Linked DNA regions of Sus scrofa: regions 2 and 3 are each linked to region 1. Evidence: chromatin contacts called from public HiChIP or PLAC-seq data. All regions are on one chromosome and are shown on one strand. The core of a region is the stretch at or near the end of the contact, and the rest is flanking DNA. Distances in the headings are between cores, read along the strand shown.

Region 1 (4,914 bases), core at 1,461-3,960:
TATGCATTCTTTTTTCTCCCATTATCATGCTCCATCATAAGTGACCAGACATAGTTCCCAGTGCTACACAGCAGGATCTCATTGCTAATCCATTCCAAAAACAATAGTTTGCATCTATTAACCCCAAATTCCCAGTCCATCCCACTCCCTCCCCCTCCCCCTTGGCAACCACAAGTCTGTTCTCCATGTCCATGATTTTCTTTTCTGTGGAAAGGTTCATTTGTGCCATATATTAGATTCCAGATATAAGTGATAATCATATGGTATTTGTCTTTTTTTGACTTACTTCACTCAGTATGAGCGTCTCTAGTTCCATCCTCCTTGTTGCAAATGGCATTATTTTGTTCTTTTTCATGGCTGGGTAGTATTCCATTGTGTATATAATCATGTCTTATTCAAGGTCATTCAGAAGGAAATTCGGTTCTAGAACCCTGCCTGTCTCCAAGCTAAGGCTCTAATTTTTATATTACACGGTGGAGTCTGGAGACTTCTGGGCCTTCAAAAATACCATCCAGATCCTCTGATCATGATGGCAAGAAGGGTGAGGAGCCTGGGGATCAAGTGAGCAAGACAGCAGGGACAAAGCCAGCCTGGCACCTGGACAGCATGGGTCAGAGGAGCTGACATGCCCATAGGCGCTGCCCTGGTGGCCACACTGTGGGCCCAGGAGCAGGCAGGGTCCTTCTTTCCCTCTCCTTGCACAGTCACGTCTGATCTTATCACTTCTGTGCTTAGAGAAACTTAGAGACCCTCTCTGGTTCCTCAACGCCGGACAAGGACCATCCTATAGCTTGACTTTTGGGGTCCTTCACGATCCCACCCCTGTCCTTCTTTCAACACTTACCCCTACTCTGTGCCTTCTATTTACCAGTCCCAGGACAACGACTTTGAGGGCAAAGATGTGTCTTAGACCTTTTTGGGCCCCTAGAGCCCAGCCCAGCATCTGGAGGAGTTTTGATGCTTGGGAACCACAGGAAAAGCTGTCTCCCTTGTTATCTGGGTCCAGGCAGCGGGAGATCCTGGGCCTGGGCTGCTTGGCCTTTTCTCATTTAAGTTGTGCTGGGGCCTTGGTGCTTTCTAGGGCATTGGGTCCAGACTGCTTCCAGGACCTCTTCTCCAGTGGACTGGGCCCACGAGTGTCCATGAGTATTGTTTTCTGTCTGGATGGCAGTACATTCCTTAGGGAAATGAAAGCAGGAACATTTACCAAGTGCCAGCAAGGGGCCAGGAATTGTGCTGGGAGCTGGTGTTTCAGGAAGCATGTCCAGAGAGGAGCCAGTCTACCTAAGATATCTTCCCTTCCCAACAAAGAATAGGAAGTGGGGAGCTTCTTTGGTTGCCTGTCCTGGGAACTGGCATCACTAAGCTTATAGGTGGAGTCTACCTATGTTGGCTTCCTCATCAGCAATACCTGGAGCTCCTGTGAGCCCAACAGAAGGATTTGTTGGGAATGACTGATCCCACACTCTATGATGGGGACCTTACCCAGTCTCTCCTGCATCCTAGTGCATTCTAGGTGGAGGTCTGAGAATTACTGGAGTTACTTCTGCTCTGACTCAGGCAGGCATCCTCTCCTTCCAGCTTCTGTATTTCCCGCCTGGGATCTCACTGCCCAGTCTCACTGGGCTGCCCCTTCCATGGGCCTACAGGGAATTCTCAGCATTGGCAGTGGTTCAGTTTGCTGGGAGCACAGTCTTGGGGACTGAGTTACCATGGAGGTCACCTCTGTCTAATTGGTCTGCCCTGCTAATACCCCAAGTCCCCAAGTGGCTTCTCTGCCTGTGATCTTGGTACTCAGAGTTCTGGGGCCTGGAAGTCTGTGTTCTCCACCCCAAGCAGTGTGAGCTCCCTCCTGGCCTGGGGCTCGGAAGAATTAGCCCTTCATCTGCCTTTGATGGGGGAGAGGCACTTCTCCATCACACGGTCGCCTCGGGGAAAGAGCAGCGAGCAAGGCCACTGCCGTTTGATCTCGCCGCGCCCTCGGGTGCAGGCGCGTTTCTACATTCCATGTGGTCTTTTGCAGTCCTCGTGGAAACTCTGTGCAGGGGAGATTATTATCACTCCCATTCTGCAGATAAGAGAGGGAGACTCAAGGAGAAGCCACAAGAGCGGCAGAGGGGGAATTGCATCCAGAACTGCCAGCTCTGCGTCCAGGGCTGCTTCCTCAGCGCCCAGTTCACGTCGTTCCCTCAACTAATGAGGAGCTGGCCCCTCACCCCGAGGAGAGCACATGCCCCAGGGTTTATCCTACAAGCCTGTCCCAACCACAGGGCACCCGGAAGCCACGGGATGCCCTTTGAAGAAGTTCGAGTTACCAGGACTCCATGGGGACCTGGGGCTTCGGCTGGTACGTGCTTTGGACCACGTTCTGCTCCGAGGCTGAGTCATCTCTGGACATTCACAGCAGGTCACTCTGTGGTCTCATGTTACTTGCCTTACAGCATGGGGGGTGGGGGGCGGTTCCTTTCAGATCTTTCCCAGCCCTCCTTTCAGGGAACCGGTTTCATAGGCAACCCATCTCCTGAGACGCGCCCAGCTCACTTGCTTTTTTACGTTCATTTTTCACTCCTTCACTCTAAGTCCAGGTCATTTCCTTCCAGGTTCTGTGTCCTTAAGAAAGGAAAGTAAAAAGCTCCTAGTTAATGAGAACAAACTGTGTTCCAGGCACCGTGACACATCATCTCCTTGAAAGAAATCCTTATAACAAGGTCGTGAGAGTTTATTCCCATGTGTACAGTTCAGGATAGTAAGCCAGAAGGCTTGAGGACTGTTCCTTACCTAATAAGTAGCAAAGCCAGATTTGAACCTGGGCCTTTTAACTGCTCCTTTCCCGTATACTGATTGTTCTCCCACGGAAGTTAGTGCCATCTGGGGTGGCCATTTAAATTCAAACTCAATCAGTGTGGACTGGTCATAGAGGAAGAGCTAGAAATCCAGTAGCATGATTTTTTAAATAACCTGTCTTTGTTTTTGATGTAAATAGGAAACGCCAGTAGTGACCAAAAACACAGTGATACGTGCATTATACTGGAGGGATTTCATTTTTAATTCATCTTTATGAAGATTTAGAATTAATTCCTTATGTTTGAAGGGAATGCTTAATTGAGAAATAAACCTTTGTGTACAAAATGCTAAAAAACAAACAAACAAAAAAAACCACACAAACTCAAGCTTGAACTCTGCTGGGTCTCCAGACTAGTGCTATAAGCTTCTGAGACTTTTCTCTTCTGTCCCAGGCACCCTGCTCAGTCCCTCCTTGTCGTGGTTTTATTTGCTGAGAATCCTAGGCTCAAAGGGCTGAAAGGGACTTTCAGAAGTTCCCCAGTCCCCCTTGTGCCTGGTCCTCACACCCTCCTGGGACAGATAGCGTTTCCTCCTTTTCTGGATGAGGAAAAGTTTTCAGAGTGAATCGGCCCTGCATACCCCTCCAGGACTGCTTGCAAACTTTGTCTCTGTACCCCAGGAGGTTGCTTGCAAACTTTGTCTCTGTACCCCAGGAGGCTGCAACAGCTGGGCTCCCCTTGCCTCTGGAGCTCCCTCGGCCCTGTCCCCAGAGTTGCAAACAGTGACTTCATTAAATTCTCACTCCTGAGCGGCCCATCCATTTCCTGCAGGCACTCATCAGAAGCGGAGGTGCCACATGACTTGCCCCAAATCTCTTGGCATTGCAGGGGTGGAGCGGGCTCTAGAACATGAGTCCCAGGGCTCCTTGACTGAGGATGCACCTCACGTGCTACCTGGGCCAGCCCTGCTCTGCAGCCCAGACACTCTTGTCCGTGTCCAAGACTGAGCAACTTTACAGCTTGTCTCTTGTATACATTCCTTCATTCCTTTTTTTTTTTTTTTTTTGTCTTTTTAGGGCCACACCTGAGGCATATGGTGGTCCCCAGGCTAGGGGTCCAACTGGAGCTATAGCTGCTGGCCTACACCACAGCCATAGCAACGCCCCATCCAAGCTGTGTTTGCAACCTACACCACAGCTCATGGCAATGCCAGAGCCTTAACCCACTGAGTGAGGCCAGGGATCGAACCTGCATCCTCATGGGTTCTAGTCAGGTTTGCTACCACTGAGCCACCACGGGAACTCTGAGTGACTCCATTCTTTTTTTTTTTTTGTCACATGCATTCCTGGGCTACCCCACTGCCCACCATGGCTCACTCTGGGGGGATTGATGACTCTTAGCTCTTCTCAGGCAAACATTACCAACTGTATGAGCACCTCTGGGTCCAGACCCCTTATTTTTTGCCCTGGTTGGCCCCACCTTCTCCAGGAGTACCTTGCTGATCCAGATGAAATTCAGTCCTTCACCCTAGCAGTCAGAGCTCAGACCTTGAGTCTTTTCAGGCCTGGCGCTCAGCCCTGAAGTCCAGAGATTTTTCCCTGAAGCTTCCAGTCTACCAAGCTCCTGGTCGCTTGCTGTGTAGGTGGCTAGAATCTCTGCTGTCTGCCTGATGTTAGATTTTGGACACCACGTCTTCCTGTGGGGCTGTCTCTTCCCAGGTCCACCCCACCTGAACCTTGTCTGAGCTTCAGAAGCCACATAGCACCGCCTCCTCTGACCACCCTCTGTTATCCACAGTGGCCAAGTTCTGGGGTAACTCTATCTGTTTGAGAAGACCACAAACAGTGGCCAGATTTGAGGACACAAATCTGACATCCCTCCCCCCGAGGAAGGGAGCCAAGGGTGGGCGTGATGTCAGGACTTCAGTTAAGCGGGTTGGCCTCATGATCAGCAACACTTCCTTTGGGAGATAAGAGAGCCAGGGATGGAAACGGGGGCAGACATGCAGGTGTGCTGGGGAACAGCAAGAGGCTGCTGCTCAGAACCTCAGCCTCTCAGGCCTCGGCCCTTTAGGCTCATAGGTGTGAGTGAGAAAACACTGCAGGCTCACTGAGGGTCCCCCTGGGCTCAG
Region 2 (4,914 bases), core at 1,016-3,515, 380 kb before region 1:
TTTTAATTATAGGCAAACTCAAGCCCCCAGAAATGTATGAGGCACTGCTGCTAAGGCACATCCAGTCTCATCAGTGGGTTAAAAGGAGGACAAAAATAACACAGGTGAGGTTGGGAGCAGACACTGGTGCAAGGCCCTCAGAGATGAGGAGGTACATGAGGCAGGCCTCAGGTCTGGTCCTCTGTCTGTCCCCTAGTCACCCACCCATACAAGAACAGAGGGCAAAAGGTGTTCCTTCATTATCCAGCCATTATTATTAATTATTATTTATTTTGTCTTTTCTAGGGCCGCAACCACGGCATATGGAGGTTCCCAGGCTAGGGGTCTAATTGGAGCTGTAGCGCCAGCCTACGCCACAGCCACAGCAATGCAGGATCCAAGCAGCGTCTGCAACCCACACCACAGCTCATGGCAACGCCAGATCCTCAACCCACTGAGCAATGGCAGGGACCGAACCCACAACCTCATGGTTCCTAGTTGGATTCGTTTCCACTGTGCTACGATGGGAACTCCTATCCAGCCATTATTATTGGCTGTCTGCATGTCCATCTGCCCAACCTTAGACTAACCTCCACCTGCAGCAAGCTCTCAGCCCTACCCAGCTCTGGGAGGCACCATTTCTCTGATTTCTTGTGCCACTTGCAGGCAGCAAATTTATGGGGGGAAAAAATAGAATACAAGCAGAGCCTTGAGGACACCTGTGAGGTTGAATCAGTCTCTCACTGAGCACCTCTCAGCTCTTCGACTGCGTCAAAAGAAAGGACTTATGTGTTGTTCCTGGTGAGAGAAAAAACAATTTGCAACAAATGTAATTCTTAGAACGACACCTTAATTTCACTGGAGAGAAAGCTGGGGACATAGGCAAGGGTCCACGGGGTGAGGTCAAAACTGCTGAAATTCAGGAACCACAGTCGGGACCTCCAGGTATTAAGAGATCAAGAAGGTGAATGGAGGGTAAAATTTGCCATTCTTCAACAGGGCAACATATAGCTGAAAATCAAGGTGCTGAGTGCGTTGCACTCTGGAGCCAGACAAGAACCTGAGATCTCACTTTCCTCCTATGTGCAATGGGGATACAGGACTGTCATACAGAAGAAGTTCGAAGATGAAAGGAAATAATGCACAGTGCGTGTGTGGCACAGGGCCTAGCAAACGAGAAATGTTTGATAAATCATAGCTGCTAAGATTACTATTACTGTAATTTATTATTACGTGAGATTAACTAGATCCTGGGGTAGAAGGAAAAGAACTTCCTTGCTTCAGCCAACCTTCCTGCTTAGCAAAGAAAAAATAAACACAAATAAGCCAAGAGCAAGTTCAGCGGTTCATCATGGCCCATTCACTTCAAGCTGCTCTCGGTGTGGGCCTCTCACCTGTGCCTGAAAGAAGAAAGAGAACTGTGTCCATTCAGTGTTACATACAATGTGCTTTCTATATTAGTGACCTCGGGTATTCTTTGCCTCCCAACGACACTGTAGGTGGATTTTCTTAATTTTTTTTTTTTTTTTTTTTTTTAAACAGATGAGGAAATAGAAGCTCAGAGATGAACAGACTTGCCTGAGGTCACACATCCAGGAATAGTCCTGGAGTTAAGACTAAAGCATGGATCTGTCAACACCTTAGCCCATGCATTTGCTGCAAACATCAACCGCACTGTCTCCAGAAGAAAATATAAAAGCCTAGATACTTCTAACGCAGATCGACTTTTTCTGAAAGTTGATTTGAGAAAAAAGAAAAAAAGCTCAATAGTGTTTTCACAGTTCTGAGAAGTGAAATTAGAATTCGGGACAAACATAATGATTCACAGATGCATCAGATAGTCTTCAAAGGTTTCTATTTTGAGGAAGTTACCTCTGTGCCCAAGAGGCTGAAATGAATTGAGAACGGGCAGGCTATCTTTGCCAAAGGAAATCGGGCACTGCCTCTCTAAGGCTGGTGACTTGAAACCAGACCCTGACTGTTGGCATCTGAGTGGCTTCATCCCTGCCAAGAGGTGACTTTGTTTCTAAGAATACAAAGGACTAAAAGAAGGTATCCTGGAGGCCACATCAGTAGGACAAACAGACCTCCCTCTCTCCTAAATTCAGTTTGGGTAGGTCGGGAAGCCTTCTGCCCCCAAATCCTAAAAGCTAAAAAGAAGAAATCTACCTGATGTGCCTGGGTTCAAGTGTTAATGAAATTAAAACTCTAAAGCGCATTTGCTGAGGCTTTACTTCCCTTCCTCCCAGTTCTCCTAATAAGGGAAGAAGGCTAGGGTGGCTCCCTCACTTCTCTTTTTCCTTCCCAATTAAATCCTATTCTCTTCCCAGTTGTGGTGGTTTCCCCCAAGCTAAAGATGGAACAGTCAAAAAAGCACAGTTTTATTCTATAGGGCAGAAAACAAATTACCTGCAAAAACAATAACAAAAAAAAAAAAAAAAAAAAAGAAAGAAAGAAAATCCCAAGGATTTGGGGGAACATGTAAGCAGGAACAGAGGGAATGCCACTGAATCACATACACCAAGGCCTAAGATTGTATTTCCTTGATATTCAAAATAGCATTGGCTTGTTCAATCACAAAAAAAGTCTCCTAGGCACTCAGTAGATGTGCTATCAATATATCAATGACAACAGCAGAAAAGGTATTCTGCGTGTGCCTTGTAGGGATTTTAGCAGAATAAGTCAGCACACTCAAGGTTCATTACATGGCAGGCACTGTGCTGGGCACAGGAAATCCATGAGCTAAGAGGACAAAGTCCCTCTCTTCCCAGAGGCTACGGAGTGACTGTACAGAGCTCAGCCTCTATAGACAGACTCATGTGCTGCCTGGACGCAGCTTTTGGCAGGAAGAGCTCTCTGCAGGAGGCTCTCTTTTATCTTGTCACTAACCTTAAGCCAGGGACCTCATGCTCTACTCATTTCCAGCCCCAGCACACCTTTCACATCTTTTGATCACACAATACTTTGCCTAATCTGCTGGGTTCTTTCCACAGATTAAAGAAGCAGAAAGGAAGAATAAGTCATTAGCAGATGACCAGATCGCTTTCCTAGCCTCCCCTTTCGTGAACAAACTGGGTGAACAAGAGAGGATCTAAGGGAAAAAATCATAAGCCGACCAGCCTGTGCACACTGGAGTCTGATCCCCTGGCTCAATGGTTAACTGAGATGTCTTCCCCTTTTCCCTTTAAAAATCTTCATGGCTGAGCAGAATCTTCAGATTCATTGCATCCACCACCTCTCCAGATTGTTGGCATTATGATTTCTCTCTCTCTCTCCCCTGTATTGATTTTTGAATGGCGAGCAGCAAAACCTGTGTTCAGGAACATGCCCATTAAATATATGTTCTCAGAGGTCCCTACAGAGAGAGTTGGGGGTAAGGACTGTCAACATCCCCTTCACATGACTTAAATCCCATGATTTGAGTCAGTATTCACCTGCTCTTTTAATATGGATATCCTTATTCTCTAGTACTAAACACCAGTGTTATTTCCATGAGCAAGGAAACATATGTGGAATCCACCTTGAAAATGTGAATGAAACTTCATAAGCTTAAGATGAAAACCAAGTTACCCATCACATGTGAGAAGAGAACACACTCTCAGATTTGTAAGGTTTCAGAAAACTGACCTTCCTTGCAACTATTCTCAGGTAGCAGTAGGATATGTTCTTATAAAATGAGGGAGTAAATCAAAAAAGAAGGGAGATGAGGGACTAACCCAGAAGAGAGCTAGAGGAACACACGGGCCAAGAGCTAGGCTGCTGACCTGGACAGAGCCAGCGCAGTGTGGACGAGGAGTGGAAGGCTCCTGGGGGATGTCGCCAAGGGGACAAAAGACCTCAGAGCCCTGACTTGTCTGACCATCTGGAGAAGGGTTTGAGAATTCTGTTAGAAATATGGAGGATCAATTGTGGAAGTCTATGAAAACTGAAGAAATAAAAAAGGGCAATGACAAACCTCACAAAAAAGTTTTACAATCAAGAAAATGGTTCTCATATATCGCACATTAACCATGCTATGTACAAAATTCACACAGGTTTGTAATATAAATACTGAGTGTTAATTAAACCAAAAAATTGTGATATAAGTATACGGAGGTTTTTGGGGGGAGGGGGTTTCATGTGCTAAATCCAGAGAGCTAAGTTCAGGTCTTCCACAGTAAGAAGTCAATAAAGAGCATCTAAAATCAATGGATCAAAATACAGAGTATAAGCATGTTCCTCAGAAATATGGAGGTAATATACAAAGCAAGGGCTGGGGAGTTCCCGTCGTGGCTCAGTGGAAACGAGTCTGACGCAGGTTCGATCCCTGGTCTCGCTCAGTGGATTAAGGATCCAGTGCTGCCGTGAACTGTGGTATAGGTCTCAGACACAGCTTGGATCCTGGGTTGCTGTGGCTGTGGCACAGGCCGGCAGCTGCAGCTCCAATTCAACCCTTAGCCTGGGCCCTTCCATATACCGTGGGTATGCGCCTCGAAAGACAGAAAAAAGAAAAGAAAAGAAAAAAGAAAAAAAGCAAGGGCTGAAAGGCTTCAAGCAGCTGTCCCTAAGGAGTAGGACTAGAGGGGTGGGAGATGGGGTGGGGGGGATGCAGAAATCGCTGCTTTTCTTAATAGGTCCCGCATGGGGTCTGATATGGCTTATAAACTGTGGGTGGAAAAAATGTATAATGTGAGAGTTGTGACTTAAGTTTTATCGGGGGAAAAATGAGGACTATAGCCCGGGAGACAGCCTCTCAGGGAGCCCTGAGGAACTGCTCCAAAGAACTAGGGGAGAGGTCAGTGTTATGTATGATTTTGGTGAAGGCGGATACGTGCAGTCGAGCACAGGTTTTGGCAGAGGGCTGCTGCTAGTCATGAGGAGTAGATATCACCGATAATGATTTTAGTGCTTTTCTAGATAGGAGGAGATGTTAAGAATTTAGGCTCGTAAAATCTA
Region 3 (4,914 bases), core at 1,371-3,870, 360 kb before region 1:
TGGCAAGGAAAGCCCCTGATGGTGGAGGGGAGGGAGACGGAGATTGAGGTGGGTTGGGGAAGAAGAGTGGGTAGACAAAATTAGAAAAAGAATAATGTTTTGCCATTTGTGTTCCTTCACTGAAAAAAAAATTAAAGGAAATACAATGAAAATCATCATTTTTGCATAGTACAAACATGAAGGTTGACTATGTCATTCTTGATTAACTTTTGGTTCTATTAAAATTGGCAACAAAAACTTCATAGTTAATCCTGATGTACAGGCTCATTTAACTGTCATTACTTGAAGAGAACTCAGCCTTTAAAAACCTAGGTTTTAAATGTTGCTAATGAAATATCGATGTATACTTTTCAGACTTAATAAGGACAGAACTTCTCTCTCTTTTTTTTGTTTTTTTAGGGCCGCACCCAGGCACATGGAGGTTCCCAGGCTAGGGGTCGAATCGGAGCTGTAGCCGCTGGCCTATGCCACAGCCACAGCCACACGGGATCCGAGCTGCATTCTGTGATCTACACCACAGCTCAGGCAATGCCAGATCCTTAACCCACTGAGCGAGGCCAGGGATTGAACTCGCATCCTCATGGATACTAGTTGGGTTCGTTAACCACTGAGCCACAATGGGAACTTCAGGACAGAACTTTTAAACATAGTTTACACTTTGAAAACACGGAGGAAGAAAGAGTACACAGCAGTCAGAGTGTACTGGAGTGAGGAGCCAGCTGAGGATGATACCAAGGACGGGTAAGTGCCACAGAGTGGGGGCCCAGGGGTGGGTGGTGATGGTGGTGGTGGCCAGCCCCTGGACTGGGCTCACACCTCTCTCCCTCCAGCTCCCATAGCAGCCCTAAAGTGGTCTTGCTCCCTCCCAGCTTTGCCTCATTCTCAGCTATCCTCTGAAAATGGTTGGAGGGATCTTTCTTTTTTTTGTCTTTGTGCCTTTCCTAGGGCTGCTCCCACAGCATATAGAGGTTCCCAGGCTAGGGGTCTAATCGGAGCTGTAGCTGCTGGCCTACGCCAGAGCCACAGCAACATAGGATCCGAGCCGCATCTGCAACCTATGCCACAGCTCACGGCAACATTGGACTCCTAACCCACTGAATGAGGCCAGGGATCGAATCCGAAACCTCATGGTTCCTAGTCGGATTCTTTAACCACTGCACCACAACAGGAACTCCTGGAGGGATCTTTCTAAAGTATAAATGTGAATGATCCCTGTGTGGTCCCCACGCCCCCAGATGCACCTCACTGCTCTGTGGGATGATTTGCTGCCTGTTTGGTTCCCCATCTCATCTCCCATCTCAGGCCTCCAGCCAGATGATGGCCTTCAAGGTTCCTTCTCTGTGGAAATTCTCTACCTTCTCTATGCTGAGCTCTAAGGCACCTCCTCCACGGGGCTTTCTTTAATTCTCCCGCACTCAAAATTAATCATTCTTTTCACTGTGTGGTCTTTGCACTATTCTGTTAAACAGAGCCCCGGGAGTTCCCATTGTGGCTCAGCGGGTTGTGAACCTGTCTAGAATCCATGAGGATGCAGGTTTGATGCCTGGTCCCACTCATTGGATTAAGGATCTGGTATTGCTGTGAGCTGCGGTGTAGTCGCAGATGTGGCTCGGATCCTGCGTTGCTGTGACTGTGGTGCAGGCCAGCAGCTGCAGCTCTGATTAGACCCCCTAGCCTGGAAACTTCCATATGCCTCAAAGCGTAGCCCTAAAAAGCAAAAAAAAAAAAAAAAAAATTTAAACAGAGCCTCCTATGTCCTATGTGGGGACAATGTACTGAAAATCTTGTATTTTCTACAAAATGTAGCCAAAAACAACAGAAAGAAGGAGTGATCCTCAGGAACAGAGACTCTACTTATTCAAATGTATATGCCCAACATCTACTAAAGGATCTAGAACACACGGATTCTCAATGGAAAGTTACTGAATTCAGGAATCATTTCTGCACTTTTAAAGTTCAAATCTACATAGAAATCATAAGTTCTTACTAAAAATAATTTTTTTTAACAAAAATTAAAGTCTACACATTCGGAGGTGACTTGGCTCACACACAAGCACTGTAAGAAACACTGCACTTAGCAGAAGTATAAAGCTGACCTTTGAAACTTATCCTAACAGAATTTCAGGAGCATGACTTCTGCAGCTAGGATGACTCATCTGTTACCGTGACAGGAGAATAACCACTCTCTTTGGAGTCTGTTTACTTCAGAAACATTAGGCAGAATAGGCTATGGAACGTAGAAAACATGGGCTTTTAAAGGGACCCCTGACCTGGCCTATAAAGGCTCGGGGGGTGGGGGGGCTGAGAGGCGATCGTTTCCTCTTCCTTCTGCCTAAAGCAGTGTGGGTTTCCAAACCTTATACAACATAACCAGCCAAAGAGGCCACTGCTAAGGATGAGAGAGTCTAAGCTTTAATTAAAACAGCTTTTCCTCTTTTATGTATTGACATTTTCAAATAAGATTTCAATCTGAAATATGAGTCTCAATGCTTAAAAAAAAAGGCTGAAAAACCACTAGCCTAAAGAATTCTACTAGAAGTGAATCCCCAGGAAGTGAAGAGAGGCTCAGAGGCTCAGAGCCAAGAGGGCCCCACAGGCCCCACACCTGGCACTGGCCCCAGGTGTGAGCAATTCACTCTTTCAAACTCAGAGGGAGGACAAGGAAATAAAGCTTGGCTTCAGTCTTCAGAGGAGGGCCACAGGCCTTTGTCCACCCTAGAGAACAGAAATCCTTTGACTTCTGAGCATGTGGAGCAGTGGTGAGTAGCCCAGCTGGGGCAGGCATGGCAAGGACGATCCCTGAGAAGGCCAGTCAGTAGCCACCTCCTCCAGGAAGCCTTACTACATCCTCTCAGACAAAGCACAGCACTTCTTGTGAGTGCAGACACTTCCTGCCACCCCCACCCCTTGCCCAGAAGTTCTCTCTGTGGTCTGCTGAGATGACGTCAACTTTCTGTAGTGAGTTTATCTCCTTAGCCAGTGTAGGAGGCCAAGAAGTCCAAGGCTATCAGCCTGACCCCACAAGGAATCCAGCGAGCATGCTCATCCCCGCCTCCCATGGATGTCAGTCTCCAGAGCTGAACAAGAAAGTGCAGATGGAACGGCGAGATCTGCCCTTCCTACAAGGCTGACGGTCCTGAGCCTGGTAATGGCTAGGTGGGAAGGTACAGGAGAGCATCTTTAACCCAAATGCCCGCAGAAGGTGAAGGCAGCAGCATCTCTGCAGGCAGGTGACAGTCACCGTATTCTCCTCGACTATCTTTTAACTCCCTCTGAGGGGCAACGCAGCCACTCCGCAGCCAGCACCACCTCAGCCCCTGAGTTACCGGCATCACAGCATTGATCGCAGTTTAAAAGTCCACACCTTGACCAAAGGCTCAATGTTAAAGAGTCATCCTACTTCTAACGTGTGGGGGTTGAGGGAAGGCCGGGAAATAAGGGCTGCATGCCCAGTTCCAAGGGGAGTGAGGGCTTGTGACAGGTTACCCATACTGTTTTCTGATGTGAAACCTGCTGCCTGAAAACCACAGCAGCCTCCACTAGATGAAACCCAGTCTCAAAGAGCTCTGGTTTAGAATGCAGAAAGATCTGAGTTCAAATTCTGATTTCACCCATCCCTAAGCTGGGTGGCTTTGGGTGAGCCCTGGTTTCCTACGTATTATTCCTCACAATCTGAGGACCAGAACTCACTTTGCAGTGAGCTGACGCGGGAAAAGCCATAGGGGGCTTTGTGTGGCACGAACGCCAGGCTCCCATCCCCAGACTCTGCAGCACCGTCTCTAAGCAGCTCGTCCCCGGGATTCCCCGCACATTTAATTTTGGCTCTTTCTGTGAACACTTATCCCACAGTGCCCTATATTTCACATTCCCATTTCCACAGCCAGCTCTGTGAATAGGGGATTGGTTGTTAACTGCCCACCGTGATGATCGCCATGCCTGGAACACTCAACTGGTATTAGCTGATGGGAAGAACAAAGGCCTCCATTTTCCCCAGAATAATGAGGTAGGAAGGCAGGAAAGGAACTGTACGAAGACGGAGGTGGTTCTTGGAGCTGAAAGGCCAAGCCAGTTGCTACCCCACTGCCTCTGGTTCTGCCTCCGCCTCCTCTTGCCTGCCCCAGGAGAGAGTGGTCCAGGGTTGGCCGAGAGTAAGGGGCAGTTTTCTTTTTTTAAGCGCTAACACAAATACAACTGTGGATCGGTTTATCTGGGTATGTATAAGGTAAGGGCGAAATTGTTTCCACTGAGGAAGATTCTTAAAGTCACCAAGAGAGAAAGAGTGTTTGTAGAATCCCCTGGGCATCCCCTCTGACCGGGACAGTTTTATCCACCATTGACAGGGCTTTGGTCCAGGGCCGAGTGCCCTGGTGAGCATACAGGAACCACACAGTGCGGAAAAAGAGCAAGTCATAACATTGCAGATGGAAACACAAAATTGATGTCTGTCAACTTCTTTGTACATCATTAATCCGTTAGCTCAGAGAAACTAGAAACAGAGTGAGAACTTGAGCAAACACTGGGGTAGTTACATCCACATAGAGAGGACTGCATCTTTGGTTAAAAAGCAGGAGCTATGAAGTTATTTTAGTCTTCCAACTGCTCAGCCAGTGCAGCTAAAAGCCAGCCACCATCAGCCACACGTGCGAGCGAGCCAGCATGCCGCCCACTGCAGAGGGCACACCAAATGCTCCTTCCTGGTCACTAGTCCTATTCCACAGCCAGTCTTGTTTGCATAAAAAAGGTTGGAGGACTTTGGGGAAGGGTCCCAGTGTTCACCACTCCAGGCTATGAAATTACATTTTGTTCTTTAGAACAAAAACACAAATTTACTTAATGTATGGGGGGAAAAAATCAGAACAGAACTATATACCATTTTTATTATAAAGCAAAGCCCTCCATGCAAACGATAATGCT

The links. HiChIP or PLAC-seq counts read pairs in DNA pulled down with a chosen protein or histone mark.
Region 2: an H3K27ac HiChIP or PLAC-seq map of skeletal muscle shows a contact between it and region 1, with 5 times the contacts expected there. The contact joins two enhancer-like sites. A contact is called at or near these places in 1 of 47 Hi-C or Micro-C datasets (embryonic fibroblasts) and 1 of 2 datasets of contacts at active chromatin or transcription factors (skeletal muscle).
Region 3: an H3K27ac HiChIP or PLAC-seq map of skeletal muscle shows a contact between it and region 1. The contact joins two enhancer-like sites. A contact is called at or near these places in 1 of 47 Hi-C or Micro-C datasets (embryonic fibroblasts) and 1 of 2 datasets of contacts at active chromatin or transcription factors (skeletal muscle).

Annotation. Positions count from the first base shown.
Region 1 is chr2:46,819,246-46,824,159 of Sscrofa11.1, forward strand. No RefSeq gene overlaps it. Among named protein-coding and RNA genes, the nearest start is that of TEAD1, 150 kb to the left of the region's middle. Within about 2 kb of position 2,711, at least 9 of the 83 cell types and tissues checked have an H3K27ac peak or open chromatin away from gene starts, as enhancers often do. A contact at or near this core is called in skeletal muscle, where this site is marked.
Region 2 is chr2:46,438,001-46,442,914 of Sscrofa11.1, forward strand. All of the region lies in intron 10 of TEAD1 (TEA domain transcription factor 1), which reads right to left. Among named protein-coding and RNA genes, the nearest start is that of RASSF10, 100 kb to the left of the region's middle. Within about 2 kb of position 2,266, at least 4 of the 83 cell types and tissues checked have an H3K27ac peak or open chromatin away from gene starts, as enhancers often do. A contact at or near this core is called in skeletal muscle, where this site is marked.
Region 3 is chr2:46,464,046-46,468,959 of Sscrofa11.1, forward strand. The region is part of intron 5 of TEAD1 (TEA domain transcription factor 1); the gene reads right to left. Among named protein-coding and RNA genes, the nearest start is that of RASSF10, 130 kb to the left of the region's middle. Within about 2 kb of position 2,621, at least 26 of the 83 cell types and tissues checked have an H3K27ac peak or open chromatin away from gene starts, as enhancers often do. A contact at or near this core is called in skeletal muscle, where this site is marked.